5 separate regions of the Mus musculus genome follow, and all the other regions are linked to region 1. A link is a contact called in public ChIA-PET, HiChIP or PLAC-seq and Micro-C data. All regions are on one chromosome and are shown on one strand. Each heading gives the region's core, a stretch centred on a gene start, on an enhancer-like site or on the middle of the called end of the contact. The rest is flanking DNA. Distances are from core to core; before and after follow the strand shown. Region 1 holds the start of Celsr2 (cadherin, EGF LAG seven-pass G-type receptor 2). Region 2 holds the start of Gstm1 (glutathione S-transferase, mu 1). Region 3 overlaps Stxbp3 (syntaxin binding protein 3). Region 4 holds the start of Gpsm2 (G-protein signalling modulator 2 (AGS3-like, C. elegans)). Region 5 holds the start of Gnai3 (guanine nucleotide binding protein (G protein), alpha inhibiting 3).

The links. Hi-C and Micro-C count contacts between places; a contact is called where the count stands out from the background. ChIA-PET counts read pairs in DNA pulled down with a chosen protein or histone mark. HiChIP or PLAC-seq counts read pairs in DNA pulled down with a chosen protein or histone mark.
Region 2: an HNF4G HiChIP or PLAC-seq map of pancreatic cancer cells shows a contact between it and region 1. The contact joins the promoter of Gstm1 here to the promoter of Celsr2 in region 1. A contact is called at or near these places in 1 of 115 datasets of contacts at active chromatin or transcription factors (pancreatic cancer cells) and 1 of 9 other capture datasets (adipose tissue).
Region 3: a contact with region 1 is called in an RNA polymerase II ChIA-PET map of memory CD8 T cells, with 11 read pairs. The contact joins the enhancer-like site here to the promoter of Celsr2 in region 1. A contact is called at or near these places in 3 of 39 promoter capture datasets (the C10 cell line, the HPC-7 cell line and embryonic stem cells), 2 of 115 datasets of contacts at active chromatin or transcription factors (memory CD8 T cells and pancreatic cancer cells) and 1 of 9 other capture datasets (pancreatic islet).
Region 4: a contact with region 1 is called in a Micro-C map of embryonic stem cells, with 2.7 times the contacts expected there. The contact joins the promoter of Gpsm2 here to the promoter of Celsr2 in region 1. A contact is called at or near these places in 2 of 484 Hi-C or Micro-C datasets (both in embryonic stem cells) and 2 of 115 datasets of contacts at active chromatin or transcription factors (memory CD8 T cells and pancreatic cancer cells).
Region 5: an H3K4me3 HiChIP or PLAC-seq map of embryonic stem cells shows a contact between it and region 1, with 11 read pairs. The contact joins the promoter of Gnai3 here to the promoter of Celsr2 in region 1. A contact is called at or near these places in 3 of 39 promoter capture datasets (embryonic stem cells and liver), 4 of 115 datasets of contacts at active chromatin or transcription factors (double positive thymocytes, effector CD8 T cells, embryonic stem cells and 1 more) and 3 of 9 other capture datasets (adipose tissue, liver and macrophages).

Annotation. Positions count from the first base shown.
Region 1 is chr3:108,414,199-108,417,164 of GRCm38.p6, forward strand. It overlaps Celsr2 (cadherin, EGF LAG seven-pass G-type receptor 2), which reads right to left and starts at 1,381. Exons shown (of 34, transcript NM_017392.4): 1 at 1-1,381. The coding sequence starts at 1,296. It overlaps Gm52630 (a long non-coding RNA gene), which reads left to right and starts at 1,823. Exons shown (of 3, transcript XR_003954680.1): 1 at 1,823-1,959; 2 at 2,252-2,471; 3 at 2,621-2,891.
Region 2 is chr3:108,016,482-108,019,447 of GRCm38.p6, forward strand. Gstm1 (glutathione S-transferase, mu 1) reads right to left here and starts at 1,492. Exons shown (of 8, transcript NM_010358.5): 1 at 1,259-1,492; 2 at 870-945; 3 at 403-467; 4 at 38-119. The coding sequence starts at 1,294.
Region 3 is chr3:108,794,637-108,797,602 of GRCm38.p6, forward strand. It overlaps Stxbp3 (syntaxin binding protein 3), which reads right to left. Exons shown (of 19, transcript NM_011504.1): 17 at 2,745-2,830; 18 at 166-317. Among named protein-coding and RNA genes, the nearest start is that of Stxbp3, 44 kb to the right of the region's middle. Within about 2 kb of position 1,500, at least 80 of the 459 cell types and tissues checked have an H3K27ac peak or open chromatin away from gene starts, as enhancers often do. A contact at or near this core is called in memory CD8 T cells, where this site is marked.
Region 4 is chr3:108,720,887-108,723,852 of GRCm38.p6, forward strand. It overlaps Gpsm2 (G-protein signalling modulator 2 (AGS3-like, C. elegans)), which reads right to left and starts at 1,413. Exons shown (of 15, transcript NM_029522.2): 1 at 1,155-1,413.
Region 5 is chr3:108,144,723-108,147,688 of GRCm38.p6, forward strand. Gnai3 (guanine nucleotide binding protein (G protein), alpha inhibiting 3) reads right to left here and starts at 1,430. Exons shown (of 9, transcript NM_010306.3): 1 at 1,166-1,430. The coding sequence starts at 1,283.

The sequences.
Region 1 (2,966 bases), core at 131-2,630:
GGCATTGCTGCCCTTGTCTCTATCGGAGGCGGTGACTCGGAGAACTGGGGCTCCTGGGGTCACATCCTCCCGCACCTGGACCACATAACGCTTCTCGCTAAACTGGGGGGCGTTGTCATTATCATCCTCCACCGACAGGAAAACAATGGCTGTGGAACTCCGCGGGCCTGGGTCCCGGCCCTGGTCACTCGCCTCCACTGTTAACTTGTAGGATTCCACTTCCTCCCGGTCTACAGGGCCGCGGGTTCGGATCACCCCCGAGCGAGGATCGATCTCAAAGGCGTCTGAGGGGCTGCCTCCGGCCCCCTCCAGCAGGCGGTACAGAATGTTGGCATTGGGAGGGGCGTCGCCGTCGGTGGCCCTGACTGTAAGCACCTCATAGCCAACCTCCAGGTTCTCCCTGAGGCTCTCCTTGTACTCTTGCTGCTCAAAAACAGGGTCGTGATCGTTGGTGTCGGTCACCAAGATGGTAAGCGTGGCCAAGGCACTCCGTCGGGGCATACCGTGATCCTGTGCAGTGACCCTGAAGACGTGGGTGCTCTTGGTCTCCCGATCCAGCTCCTCAGCTGTGGTGACAACACCGGTGATTGGGTCCAAGGAGAAGAAATGATTGGAGCGGCTATCAAAGAGGGCATCCATGGTGTACTCAAGTCGACCCGCCTCACCCTCATCTGGATCAATGGCTCTTAAGGATGCAACAGAGGTACCAGCAGGCTGGTTCTCAGGCACTGTGGCCTGGTAGCTGGGAGGCTGGAACTGGGGAGCTGTATTCACATTCCTTTTCCTGCGCCCACCCAGAGATTCCTCTGGTGAGCCTTCCCCAGCCCTGAGCCCTGGGGCCTGTGCCAGCTTGCAAGACTGGCATCTGAGCCGTGGGGCCTTTAAGCAAGGGTGCTCTTCAGGCAGGGTCAGCGTGCCTTGTGGAGAAAGGTGTCCTCCGATACCCAGGAGACGACAGCTCCAGGGGCAGCCTTCAGAGGATGGCGGAAGAGGGATATGAGCCCCTGATTCTGGACACCAAACCCTCAGGCCATCGTGGTGGGGCACCAGGTGGCCGGTCAGCTCAATGCCCGATTCTCTGCAGCGGCTGGTGTAGAGCCAGAGGTTCGAAGCAGAGGCTGGGCAGAGCCAGCCCACGGGGGCGCAGGCCCCAGAGGAGCTGCGTCCCCCGGATCCCAGAGAACGACAGGGCCCCACTTGATCTCCCAGTAGTGGCGACGGTGGCAGCAGCAGCAACAGCAGTAGCAGCGGCAGCAGCGGCGTTGGGAGGGGGGCGCTGGCAGCCCGGCTCCGCATCTCTCCCTGTTCCCGGCCAGCCGGGTCAACAGCCGCGGCGGCTCTTCCTCCGGCTCCTGCCGGCCCCGCCGCGCCTCATGCCCGGGCCGGGGCGCGGGTCCCCGGGGGCCACCTGTACGTCCCACTGGGCCTGCACCCAGATGGCTCGGCGGGGCCGCGCTCTTAGCCCACGATGCGCCGGGCTCCCACCACTCTCGAAGCCGGGCCCGCTCCCGAGTCGCCGCGACCACTGCGGGTTCACGCTGCGCTTCCACCTGCGCTCTGAGCGTTCTCTACCTGCGCCCGCGGGCCGCGAGGATCTCTGGCTCTGCCGGGTCCCCCGGTCCCGAGCCCCAGAATGTCCCCTCCGCCCGCGTAAGGTCGCCCACCTGCGTCTGCGGAGCCTCACGCTCCGGCCCGGGCCCGGCTGCCAACGATGGCCCTGCGCCACCCGCTCGCGCCCTGCGTCCCCGCCGCGGCAGCTACCGGTCGCCGGGGTCCCGGGCCCAGACCCGCGTTCCCTCGCCTCCCGGGCGGGCGGGCGAGCTCTGCAGAGCAGCGGCGGTGGTGGCGGCGGCTCATTACCATAGACCTGCTCGCGCCGCCGCGGTCTTAAAGCGGCGACGCCCAACGCGCCGAGGAGGTGGGCCCCACCCAGCGCCCTCTTCTGCATGGCGGCTCTAAGTAAGATTCCCGCCTCTGGTAGAATTTTTCTTCCCAGCACATCAGACTTGCTCCTTTCCATTTCTGGATCCCTTCTACAGCTTAAAGAGGAATGAACAATCAGAAGCCACACAGGGAATTGATACTCTTGTAAAATTCTATGGCTAGCGCTCTTTCAAAACAGTCTTAATGTCTGCAGGAGGTGACCAGGGGGTGGGAGGTGGGTGGATATAGACAGACAGACAGACAGACAGACAGACAACTTTCCAGTCTTACCATCCCTGAAAGCCCTCATTGCTGCCCCATCCTACAGGTCCCGGGTCAGAAGTAAAGACGACTTTGCTCGACTTCGCTCGACACTACAAAGTCTCCCCCAGATACCAGAAGTCGTGCTCTCACTTGGATATCTTGGACAAAAGGACCCCTAAGCTCATTTGGGATACATCTTGGGTACCACATGTCAGGTCAGGGGAAGTGAACCAGAATGTCCAAAGCAGCAAGAGCACTAACACTACCAGATTCCTAGGGCCAGGGTGAGTTGGTTCCAGAGGGCCCAAGCTTCCTGGACCTTAGGACGTGTTCCTTTTTCTTTATCCCTCCTCCCTCCTAGATCAATGTCCAACTGCTGTCCTCCTCCTACCCGCGGCTTTGTAACTAGCAAATGGCCCTGTCCATTGCACAGGACTACTGAGCCCTTCATGGAATGCCACCCCAGAACCTTCTGGAAGGGGTATGAAGAACTGATGAATCTTCCCATAAGTGGAGTTCACACAAGATGTTGGGACCAAAGAACCGGGAAGAGTGAGGCTGGGCAAGCCAGAGGGCTTCTTCCTCTCATACCCTGAGCAATGAGGGATGTCAGATTGTATGAGAGAGGAGGCCACTCTCACATGCTAGCTATGTGCGACCTTTCCTAGAGTGAGGGACTTGAATAAAGTAATGGATTTTCAGAAGTCTCGAGGGAGGTGATGATATGGTCTGAGGAGATAGCTGAGTGGGTAGAGAGACCCCACCGAGCTGAGTCTGGA
Region 2 (2,966 bases), core at 242-2,741, 400 kb before region 1:
ATCCCCCATCTCCCACCCTGTGGCCAGCCCCACTCACCCAGGTGGTGCTTTCGGGCAAGGTAGCGCAGGATGGCATTGCTCTGGGTGATCTTGTGTGATCCATCGATCAAGTAAGGCAGCTGGATGGACAAGCAGGGAGGGTCAGATGGGATATGGGGTACCTGAATCCTTTCTCTGGGTGAGAGAAGACACAGGGCCTGACAGTGTGCCTGCCATGGGAAGCCCTCCATGGGCACAGTGTGCACTGAATGAGAGAGCTGGGGCACAGCCCATCACAGAACACTGTGCAGCCAGCAGGGATGGAGCAGGAGAGCAGAAACACTGATCCTAAACCCTCAGCCAGGCCAGGAGATGAGGTGAGATCACCGTGTCTTCCCCAAACCTCTCCTCCCCTGCACCTACATTGGGAAAGTCCAGGCCCAGCTTGAACTTCTCATTCAGCCACTGGCTTCTGTCAAAGTCGGGAGCTGTAAACAAGAAGATGTGAAAAGGCATTACCCCACTGTCCCACCCTTCTACAGATTATCGACCAGTAGCAAGAACCCCTAAGGCAGGGCCTCTGCAACCTGTTACAGAGAGTTACTTTCCAATGTGGAGAAGGGTCTGAATAACAACTGATAATAAAGGCAGCCTGGACCCAATAAGACCCCAGTAGTGAATTCTGTCGAATTATAAATACAAATGGACCAAGGAACTCCATTCTCCATGATCTATATTGGAAAATCAAACTGCACTCTCAAAGAGGTTTCTGGAAGCAGCAGCCTCTATCTTTAGCTAGAGGGAGACCAGCAGGGCTAAATAACGGGAAATCTAGGCATAGTTTGATAGGTAAGAGGGAAGCAGGTGTCTGACCAGGAAGGTGGCATTACCGTCACCCATGGTGTATCTCTTCTCATCATAGCTTGAGTCTGTGTATTCCAGGAGCATGCGGATCGGGTGTGTCAGCTGGGAGAGATGACCAGAAGAGACAGAGGTCAGACATTGTGGGGACTTCTTTGTATGACTTCATCTTCACCCGTTGAGACCTCCCACACTGCACAAACGCCGTCACCCCGCACGTGCATGTGCACACCACACACATACGCGCGCGCGCACGCACACACACACAGCCACCCAAGTGCGTAAACTGAGCGCTGAGAGCTACAGGCAGGAGATTCCAGTGAGAGCTGAAGAGTACCCGCTGTAGGAAGGGCTCCTGCTCTTAAGAACTTTCTGCTTCACATCCCAGTCCCACCCTCCAAGTGGACCCCTCTCTCACTCCGCGGACGTTCCAGTATCCCAGTATCATAGGCATGGTGCTGGTGCTGTGGTCTTCTCAAACTGGCTTCAGCAGGACTGACCTGTGTGTTTGGAGTTGTGACTTTATACAGACTACTAGAGAAACGTGGGCAGGACAAAACAGCGGGTCCCTCCCAACCCTGCACCAATCCCAATTAGGCACTCCCCTTCCTAGGTCTGTAACCAGAGCAGCAGACCCTAAAGCGGAAGGCAGAGGCCACACCCTCTCCGGGAGAGGCGGGGTTAAGATCCTTAGCGGCCTCTGTCCCGGGATTCTGTTTTGCACACGCTGAAACAGAATCTGCTCTCCTGCTTCCCCCGAAACCCTCTTAGCGACTGCCGCCATCGCCGCCTGCTGGATGCTCCCTAGACTAGCTAGCACTTTGCCTGGAGTCTGGCCAGACAGCGAAAGAACATTGGGTGGGTGTTCTCCCGCCTTCCTTTCTTTTGCAGAGCTCGGTTTTCACACCCAGACTGTGGGAATCTGTCATTGGGGAGGCTCAACTCTCAGCTTAAAGACAAAAAGGCGAGAGCCCCCGACCTGAGAGTTTAATGTAGCACTTATCGTCATGGAAAGAACTCTGTCAGTCTGACAGGTACCGGATTTTTGCGCACACAGCCTCAAGTTACAGGAACAGTCGGTGACATGGAAACAACCCCAAGGCAGAGATAAACAGGGCTCCGTATTTTCCTTTAGGGGGTTTGAGAACTGTTATCAGTTATTAAAAAACTAATCTGTATTTTGGCCGTGTTTATGAATCTAAATTCAAGTACCAACCACAGAGGGGCCGGAAGTTTGAGGGAAGCCACAGCTGTGGACAACAGTCAGCTGACAAAACCCAGCAGAGCACAAGGGAGAAAAAGAGCCCACGCTGGGTTGTGCCATAGAGAGGGAGAGCATGTGACCCAAGAAGTTTGCTTTCAAGGGATACCAGGATGCTGTACACATGGGAGCCCAAAGCAAGACCCTCAGCTGTCCCTAAATGCAGGACCTGGCCCAGGCTCCGGACATGCGTTTGTATATGACAGGGTGGCTCAAATGACCTTTCAGGTTACCCTGAGATATATAGTAGTATATCCTTCACAAGTAGTATATGCCCTGTAGTATTACCTTCACAAGGTCAATGTCCTCCCAAGAACACTGTCCTACCTGTTTACTTTCTTTTTTGCAGACAACCAAGAGGCTTGATGGAAGGGGAGACTAAAATGAGTTTACAAGTCAAAGGCCAAGGCTGTTGCTCTGCAGGACGTACATTTTGGGATTAAATCATCCTTTACTGGGACTACGGGGTATGAAGGCAACATATCATGTCACCCACATAGGAGCTGTGCAGTGAGGTTGCAGGGGGCAAGCAGAGGCCATCTCATCCTAGGACATTAAAGAAACCACATGTTCTGCAGGTCTTGGTGAGGATGCACGAAAAGTGACCATGTCACTGGGGCTTTAGCAGCAGTTTGGTGGGAACTACAGGGACATATTTTGCAAGTATGAATGAGGCACTTCAGCAGATTGTCACACACTGTGGGAAGTAGAGAAGGAGGAGTGGAAGAAAGCAGAAGGAATCCATACTGTCTAGGACAAGGACTCAGAGGGCCTGGGAAGGGAGCCAGAGCCCTGGAGCCCTTCAGAGGACAGAATCTATCTGCAGACAGGGATAAGGGCTAGGACAGCAAGTTCTCAATGCAGG
Region 3 (2,966 bases), core at 250-2,749, 380 kb after region 1:
TTTAAAAATAAGAGTATTAAAATACCAACCAGGAAAAAAAAACCTTCAGGCAATTTTACAAATGTTTTATAATTAATTCTTTTTCTGCATGTAATAATAGTCTTAAATTTTCCCATGCATAATCTTGCCTTAAACATTAACAAACAAAAAAGATGAAAATCTTACCAATAATAACCTCACAGGATTTATGTGCCTGGGAAACTTCATAAGCACACCGCATCTCAGAGTACGTAATTCCTCCAATTACAAAAATAATCAGCCTTGACCCATTTTTCCGGTCCAGCTCTAAGTAGTTAGTTCTGGGTTTCTGGCGAGCACTAGAAAGTAAAACACAAAGCAAACATGCTGTCAGCACTCCCAAAGCCACGCGGCGTGCATCTCAAACTCACCTTTGGAAGCAATAACGAAGCAATCTAACCGTGGTGCTTTCCCTACAGTAATTTAGGCAAAGGCTGCACACCCCCCCCCCCTTTCAGATTTCAATTTGAATAGATCACATAGTTTTATTTGTGGTGAGACAGTAGGAAAAAGATCAAGGCTAGATCTAGGAGACATATATAAAACCTTATTTCCAAAAAGTATAGTAAAAACCACACAGTCTAGGCTTAGTATTTTTATTTATAAAGCGAACATTTTATTTTAATATTTAAAATTTTAAAACATTTTTATTTTGTGTATGGGTGTTTTGCCTACATGTAAGGCTGTGCACCATGTGCATGCAGGGCCTGTGGAGGCCAGAGAAGGGTGCTGGATCCTGTGGGACAGGAGTTACGGATGGTTGTGGGTGCTGGGATGAACCTGGGTCCTCTGGAAGATCAGTGTATCCCTAAATCCTCAGTGATCAGTGGAGGATGGAAGGGACATGCCTCAAGTGTCTGACAATGTCTGCCCAGACAATTGGCTGACTGCAACTACACAGGCACAAACAACCACTAAGCCAAACTGAAAAACTGAAAAACTCAAAAGACTGAAGTGGCCATTCACAGCAAGAGAGAAAGCCAACAGTTTAAGTCTACACAAATTGCTACCACGATGGGCTAGAGAGATGGCTTAGAGCGTCAGTATTGCTCTTGCAGAGGATCTGGTTCACACCCGTGACTCCAACCCCAGGGGACCCAGACATCTCTGGGTTCTGTGGACACCTGCACACACATGTACATACTTCCCCCAACCTACATATATCCAGCACTAGGCCGACAGAGGCAGGCAGATCTCTGAGTTCAAAGCTAGCCTGATCTACAGAGTGAGTTCTAGGACAGCCAGGGTTACACAGAGAAACTGTCTCAAAAATCGAAAACGAAACAGACTTAAGCATGAAAACTCACCACAGAAAGCAACTCAGAGTTGCTAAAAGGGTCTGTTTTCAATCAAAGGTTGTAGATATAGAAAGAAACAGTGTGGTAGAAACTTAGTTTTGTAAAAGTAGAGGTTGGATTGAGCAAAGACTTTAAAGCAGATTATACCTACATCATATCTATGTATCTATATCTATCTGAATGTAAGATTGTGGTTCAGCAGAAACGATAGGAAAGTTGGTGAGGAAGCAGCAGTCAGTGCTTGCCTAGGTTTTGCCTTCAGCACCACAAACCACAAAACAAAAGCAGAAATGGAAACTACAAGAACCAATCTGCCACACAATGAAACATGGAGTCAGAGATGAGCTCGAGCGGCTGTGCCATTTGAAGGAACTACAATAAACAGGTAAGAGAAAGGGGAGGAGAGGGGAGGGGAGGAGAGGGGAGGGGAGGAGAGGAGGGAGGGGAGGGGAGGGGAGGAGGGAGGGGAGGGGAGGGGAGAGGAGAGACAGAACCCCAGTGACTCCAGAAACAACAAAACACCTCAGAAATACAATACCCCAAACCCTGTTTATCTGATGAAGATGCAGGCAACACAGCAAACCCCAGGAAGAGTAAACAGGAGAGACCTGTGTGTCAACATAGCACAGTCCATGTGATAGAAGCCAAATCTCAAGAAAAAGCCCCACATAGGTCATGAGTGGCTGCACGCCTGAGTTCAATGTTCAGGGCCCGCTCGGGGGAGGGAGAGAACTGTTCCCTGTAAGTTGTCTTCTGACCTCCGTACATGCTCTGTCATGTGTGCATCCACACACAGGAACAATTCAATACATTACACAGGGCAGGCAGAAAAGGTAGGGACATGCAGAGAATGATTAAACTACGACAGATCTGATAAAGAGGGAGAGTAACCTCAGAGCTTGAAACCCAGAAAGCTTGGATTATATTTAATTTGTTAAGCTGGGCTCTGAGTGCAGGGGCATGCACGAGAACATAGTCTCTCTGAAGTTGAAAATAATTAACACAATTATCAAAAGGGTTAAATCAAGTTGGGTGTGGTTACTCAGAGGATTGGCTGTCTACACAGTGAGATCCTGCCTCCAGAAAGAAAGAGAGAGAGAGAGAGAGAGAAGAGGAAGAAGAAAAGAAGAGAAAAGAAAAGAAAAGAGGAAAAGAAAAACAAGAAGAAACCAGAGGGAGAAGGAAGCAACTATGCTGTAAAGAAGCTGTGTGGGAGGTGATGCAATTTTATAAAAGTATTCTGCATTATAAAGTATGCCTTCCTGAACTTATTTAACTAGGTTACAATAGAAGAAAAACTACCTTTTATGTTACTCTATGTTTCACACAGGAAGGGCCCTTGTTCAAGGAGAGCGCTGAGCAGCATTCTAACCATTGGTCTATAGCATCCCAGCGAACCACCACAGTGGCTTCCCCTTACAGGCTTACCTCACAGCTCCAGAGCCATTCCACACTGCTGGGCACCGGGAACAATACGGCCACTCTTTGGAATCTAATCTATTATCAATGGCATCCTAGGGAAGAAAATTATTAACACCATCAAGAAAATTTCAGGGATTTGTTTTATACACAGCTTGATGAACATTAAAGGTGCATAAATATTAAGATTATCCCTTCTTTATACCTATGAATACTGACTGCAGTAGAAAT
Region 4 (2,966 bases), core at 163-2,662, 310 kb after region 1:
AGGTGAGGTGTGGGGAGCCACACTATATATAGTGCATTACCTTTGTAACTAGCCTACTATTAAATCTCAGGTTTACATCAAAACATACTTGTAATAGTGTATGTCTGACCTACTGAAAATTCAGCTAAACTATTTTTCCGTGGGACACGCTTCCACAATACTCCACAGTCTCTGAATTCATAACCAGTCCAATCCTCGAATTGTAAGTTAGAAATAGTTTGCAAGAGGGGCCTATGAATGCCTAGAACCGGCCGGGCATCCCTGAACTCCCCCACTGCCCTCAAGTCAAAGGACAGGAACCTTCGCTTTTGAACTTAGGCGGAACGAATCTCTGCTCTTAGCACGTCGAAACCCCAGGCAAAAGTGCTCTTTACCAGAAGCAATCACGATGGTTACTAACAAGCCGGAAAATCTTCAGTTTAGCCTTCCAAAGAGGCAGTCTGAAAATTCTGCTTCGCTGGTGACAAAAACTTACAACACAAACCACACAGCAGTCCAATCAACACAAAGCACCGAGAGGAGAGTCAAGAACTTACCTATTCTAAGTCTACCCGGCGTTTAAATAATGCATTAAGGCAAATAAACATTGCCATCATTACTCGTTTCAACAGAGTTCAAATGATACTTGTTAAAGCCACCTAATTGTTTACCATTAAAATACAAGGAAATTACGTTTTCCACTTTTCATCTGAAGATACTAAGTTTACAGCTTTCCGGCTAAGATCTCAAACATGTTACGCTTGCTATAAAGCTGGTTACAACGATCTATCAGTTTCGCTTGCCAGTAAGTCTGGGATCCGAAAAGTTCAGGAGTTTAAATGTGACTTGACAAAGGTGTCTGGTGTGGAGACCCGGGGCCGGCGACGTGCCTGGGATTCGAATCCACTGGGATTCGGCTTTGTATCCACCGTCTGTTACGCTCGGAAAACGCGTGAAGTCGCTGCATCCCAGCAAGTATTTTCAAGGTCTGCAGAAGCCCGATCCCCAGTCTCCCCTCACTTAGGGGACAACAGCCTAAATGGTGCGGGTGCGAAGCCCCCCACGGAGCTCCCGGGTCCCAGCGTCACCCGAGCCCGTCGAGCCTCGGTGGTCCAGAGACCCCCGCCCCACGCCCCCACACACCCCACTGGGTCACCCCCTCAGGCTCCGCTCACCTCCCTCCGGCCCGCGGCTCCTGAGAACAAGGAACCGCTGCAGGGATGAGCGCCTCTGGCCGTAGACTAGGAACCGCGGCGCTTCCCCAAGTCGGGTCCCGGCGGCGACGCCGAGCCAAGCAGGGGCACCGCGGGAGGCTGGCGAGCGCCCCGGGCGCCCGCCCCCGGCAGGTCACGTGGGCCAGAGCTTCGGCCTCCCCCTGGCCTCTCAGAGGGTCTCACCGCCAGCAAGGCTCCCTCAGCGCCTGTACTCCTCTGCGCCTGCGCCTAGCTCCAGGCTCGCCCATTCAAACTGACAACGCCCCGCGTTTTTTGGACCGGCCAATGGCACCGGTGGGGCGGGGCTAGGCGGGTGGAGGGCGGGGCTAGACGAGCCAGGGCTCCCTCCTTCTAAAGATCTGTGTGTGGGGTTTGCCTCTCGGACTGTAGCGCTTGATTCTCCTCTGCTGCGGATAGATCCTCCGCCAACTAGAAGCTTATTGTCCTCGAATTTCTCCTTCAGATGGCGAAAAGTGGGACAATAAACATCAGAGTTCAAGCTGGGTCTAGTTCAGACTTTGAACCCAGGAGCCCCAGTCCACTGCCTCTTTCCCTGCAGGCTCAGTCCCGCCCTGGGAAAGTCTTCCAAGAGGCAGATGTGAGAAAGAAAGAGGCCTGTGTGAAAGGAACAGAGGGTCCCGTGTGAAAGTCTGAACAAGGAGCCTCAGTTCTTGAGGCAGTGTCACACACAGTTCTGGCGTTTCCAGATGTTGGGAAAGCAAACTTCTTCTGACTGCAGGATCGCTGGTTCCCAGGAAAAGCAGAGATGGCGAATTTAATCCGCTCCGGCGGCTTGCATTCCCATTCTATTCATGCCTTCATATCAAGTTCACCAAAAAATAGATCTTAGCTTGTTCATCAAATGTTTAAACTAGAGTCTCTGCTGTGAAGCTGATGACGTTGGTTACATTACATTATCTATAGCCACTGCCTATTTCTCCACTGGGATGAAATTTTAATGTTTTACAGGATTGGGCACCTGTTAAAGAAATTCTAGTTTCAGCATCTCTGTGGTGATGGCCGTGACCACTATATGTGTGTCATGGAAAACTGTATAGAGATAGTGTTAGCACCAGCCAGACCTGGGTTTGAATTTCAGCTCGGGCCTCTTCCTACTGACTGATTTTGAACCAGTTAGGCGTCTGTCCTCTGTAGCCTTAGCTTCCTCAGCTGTAAAACACAGATAATGAGACCTCCTCTAATAAGGTCTGTCATGATGCTTCAGGAGGTAAAGTTTATGAAATGGTTAACACAGCTGCTGACACATCGAAGCTGTTCAATAAGTGGTTCTCTTATTATTATCAGCGAGCACCCTTAATACCAAGTTCTTATAAAAAGCTGAATTAGCTGGTTGTACTATTTCAGAGGTAGATATTATAATTCTTCCATACTCATAAATTCTTTGTGGGAATTGGTACAGTAAACCACAATAAAAAGTATTTTAAATTCTGCATAGCCAAAGCGAATCGTTTCTTTCCTGTGCCCCCTTCTCTCATAGATTGGACTTTTTATCTCAGCTATCAGCAATGTCTATCTTCCTAATCAGTTGAACTGTTTTGTAAATCTTCTTTCCAAACGCATGCATCCATGAGATTGTGCCATTCTTCTACTTGAAGACATTTAATGGTCAAAAAACAAAACAAAACAAAAACAAACAAACAAACAAACAAAAAATAACAAGAGTCAGGTATTGTCTCACATACCTTTAATGCCAGATCTTGGGAGGCACAAGCAAGTGGGTCTCTGTGTGTTTGAGGCCATCTTGATCTATGC
Region 5 (2,966 bases), core at 180-2,679, 270 kb before region 1:
AGTGAAATTAGTGCTCTAAAGTGACCTTTCGGGACGGTATTTATCTAAAAAGCTCTGCTGCTTCCAGAACCTGTGACTTATTCGTAATGATTCTCATCTAACAGATTCCTCAAAGATATAAATAATGAATACAGCTGGATTTACTGGTAAGCTAATGCGAGAGAAGTTTATATGATTTACTGGGCCTATCAAAGTTTAAAACGAAATTATCCTGACTGAAACATGTCTGACTAGAGATAAAAAAGCCCACTTGAGTATAAGACAACACGGTGTTTGTAGTCTGAAAGCCAATACATACTTTTATTTTGAAAAACCCAATTAAAAAAAAAAATCAACCCCTCCCAAATAGATCACAATCTCTACAATAAATCTGCCCCAGTCCATATGTTATCCTCTACTATTCCCGACACACATGGTCCCACTGTCCTCTACCCCAAACCTCAAAAATGGCATTCTTTCAATTTCCTCAGCTCACACCATCCCTAGCCCTTTAATTTAAAAAAGGAATCACGGAAGCTCAAGAGAATTTAAAAAAAAAAAAGAGAGAGAGAGAGATTTTAAAAAAAAGTTGAAAAAAGTATTAGTGGCCTCTGCACCCAAGGTCTTTTCTTTTATACCTAAGAACCTGTCATTTATTTCAACCGCCTCCTGGGTGTTCCTGGACAACCCACCTCACTAACAGCACAAAAAGACTTGCGAGCAAGTTCTTTATGTGACCCTCTCTGTACTAGCTTCGCTATTTAATCATTCAATCCTTCCAGCTTTATCCTGACATCAAGTATCAAACTCACACAAACCCTAGACAGGCCCCACCAGACACCATACACTATCCTCCTCAACACGTTCCAGCCCAGTGTGAACCCTCCCTAATTTCGGTCCCTCCCTTTAAGAGCCGTGCCCGGATTCCCAGCACAGTCTCGGGGCTCCAAACTCCCCAACTCTACTAAGTACCATCCCAGCCGGGTTACACCCTCTCCAACCTGAAATCCCCACGCCTTCCGGGGCCTCAGTCGCCAAGCCCAGTACCCGCCCCATTGCTGGGCATCCCCTCCTTGTCCCTTTGGGGTCCTCTCTGCCGGCCTTGGCCAGACCCCGATCAGCTCCGGCTGCTCCCGGGGCCGGGCTCTCCGGCTCCAGCGCTCCAGCTCCGCCCCCAGCCCCTCACCGAGCAGCAGCAGCTTCACTTCTTTGGCCGCTTTCTCCCCGTCCTCCCGCAAGTTGCGGTCGATCATCTTGCTCCGCTCCACCGCCGCCTTGTCCTCGGCGCTCAACGTGCAGCCCATGGCGGCGGCGGGAGAGGGGACCGGGCCCGGGCTCACTCACACACACCGCGGGAATCGCCACACACCGGCGGAGACGGGTCTTCTGCTGGGCGGTGGCCTTCTCCGTCAGCTCCCCTAGCTCCCGGAAGAACCGGATGTGTGCTGTTTACGACACTTCCGGCGACGCCCAGCGGCCGTTACTACTTAGAGCGCTGTGCCAGTGGGAGGCGGAGGTGGTACGGAGAGCGGAAGTTCCCTGGTACCTGACTGTCCCCGTGGAGTGATGGCGAGCCTTCGCTCCGCACCTCCCAGCCTTAATACCCTTTTACTTCTCCGGCTCCTGGACTTGGATTCCAAGTGTAGAAAAAGCGGGACTTCCAGCACGTGGTGTGCTCTGGAGGTTTGGCGGTGAGGATCAGATTCTCAAATGAGAGCTCACAGTCCTCTGGGAATTGCTGTTGGGAAAAGCCTCCCTCTCCAGAAAACAAACAAACAAAAAAACCTTTTTTCCTTTTCATCTGTGATTTGGAGCCCAGGTCTCTGTCCAGAGCCGCGTGTTGGGCACTTCAGCCAAAGTTCCCTCCGTCTGATCCTTGAGCTGCCCAGCCTGGATGTTCACCCATTCCTCTGGCTACACCCATTATGCCAAGTATATATTAGTCCTTCTGCTACAACGTATGGATTTCTGTGAGCTGTACATATGCCTGGCACTCCTATGTTGGCAAAGGATCACTCGACCGCATCAAGTAATAGAGAGTGAAAAATAGGTAGTAAGTATTAGAATATGAAACTAGGTGTAATTCATTTATAATATTTCCACGCTTCCCTTTCTTCCAGGTAAACCTGAGGACTTAGTTCCATACCCAGAAATAAACGAGCTAATCTCTAATCTAACAAGAGTTCCTCTGTGATAGCCACAGAAAGGGGGAAGTTTGGTAAAAGTTGTCTTTCTACTATCTCCTGAATATTGGCTCTGTGAAGAATATCCTAAAGTCCCTACTAAATAGACCCACAATGACTCAACACCCGTTTTAAGAAGGGGCATTTTTTTACAGCCATTGAAACATTTCCCTGGAATTTAAAACATTTCTCTAGTAGGAGGTAACTTAAGCTACAAATTCCCAAGAGAAAGGTCTATAGTGAAAATTAATTAATTAGAACCATCTAATTAGATTAACCTCGTCCACGTCACCCATAATGCTTGTCAATTCCAAGTCTGGAAAGTCTCCCACTCATTTCCAAAAGAAACTGCTTTTCCTTTCTGATCACTTCTAGGGGGGAAAGGGTCAAGAGGAAAGGGGGAAACACAACATTATTGAGTACCTTTTTGCCAGGTAGGCACTTCCATGTCTCATCTCTTAATCCTCACAACAACCCTGTGAGGTAGGTAATATTAATCCCCATTGTCGCCAATGAGAAAATGGGCTCAGAGGAATTCAGTCGCTTTCCCACGTCCACACAGTAAGTACATCTGTCTAGTTTCAACTTCACGCCCTCTTTCTACCAGACCTCTCTAGAAGGTATAGCTGGGAGACCCCTGACAACAGAGCATCTAAGGTTTTTGGATGGCAGTCACCTCGATACCAAGATGTTGGCAAAACTGGCAGGATGGATCATCTCACCCTGTTGCTTCCTCGGCTTGTAAGGGAGATTGTGTCCAGGAACCGCCTCCAGGAGGTAAGGATTGGATATTGAACTTTACCA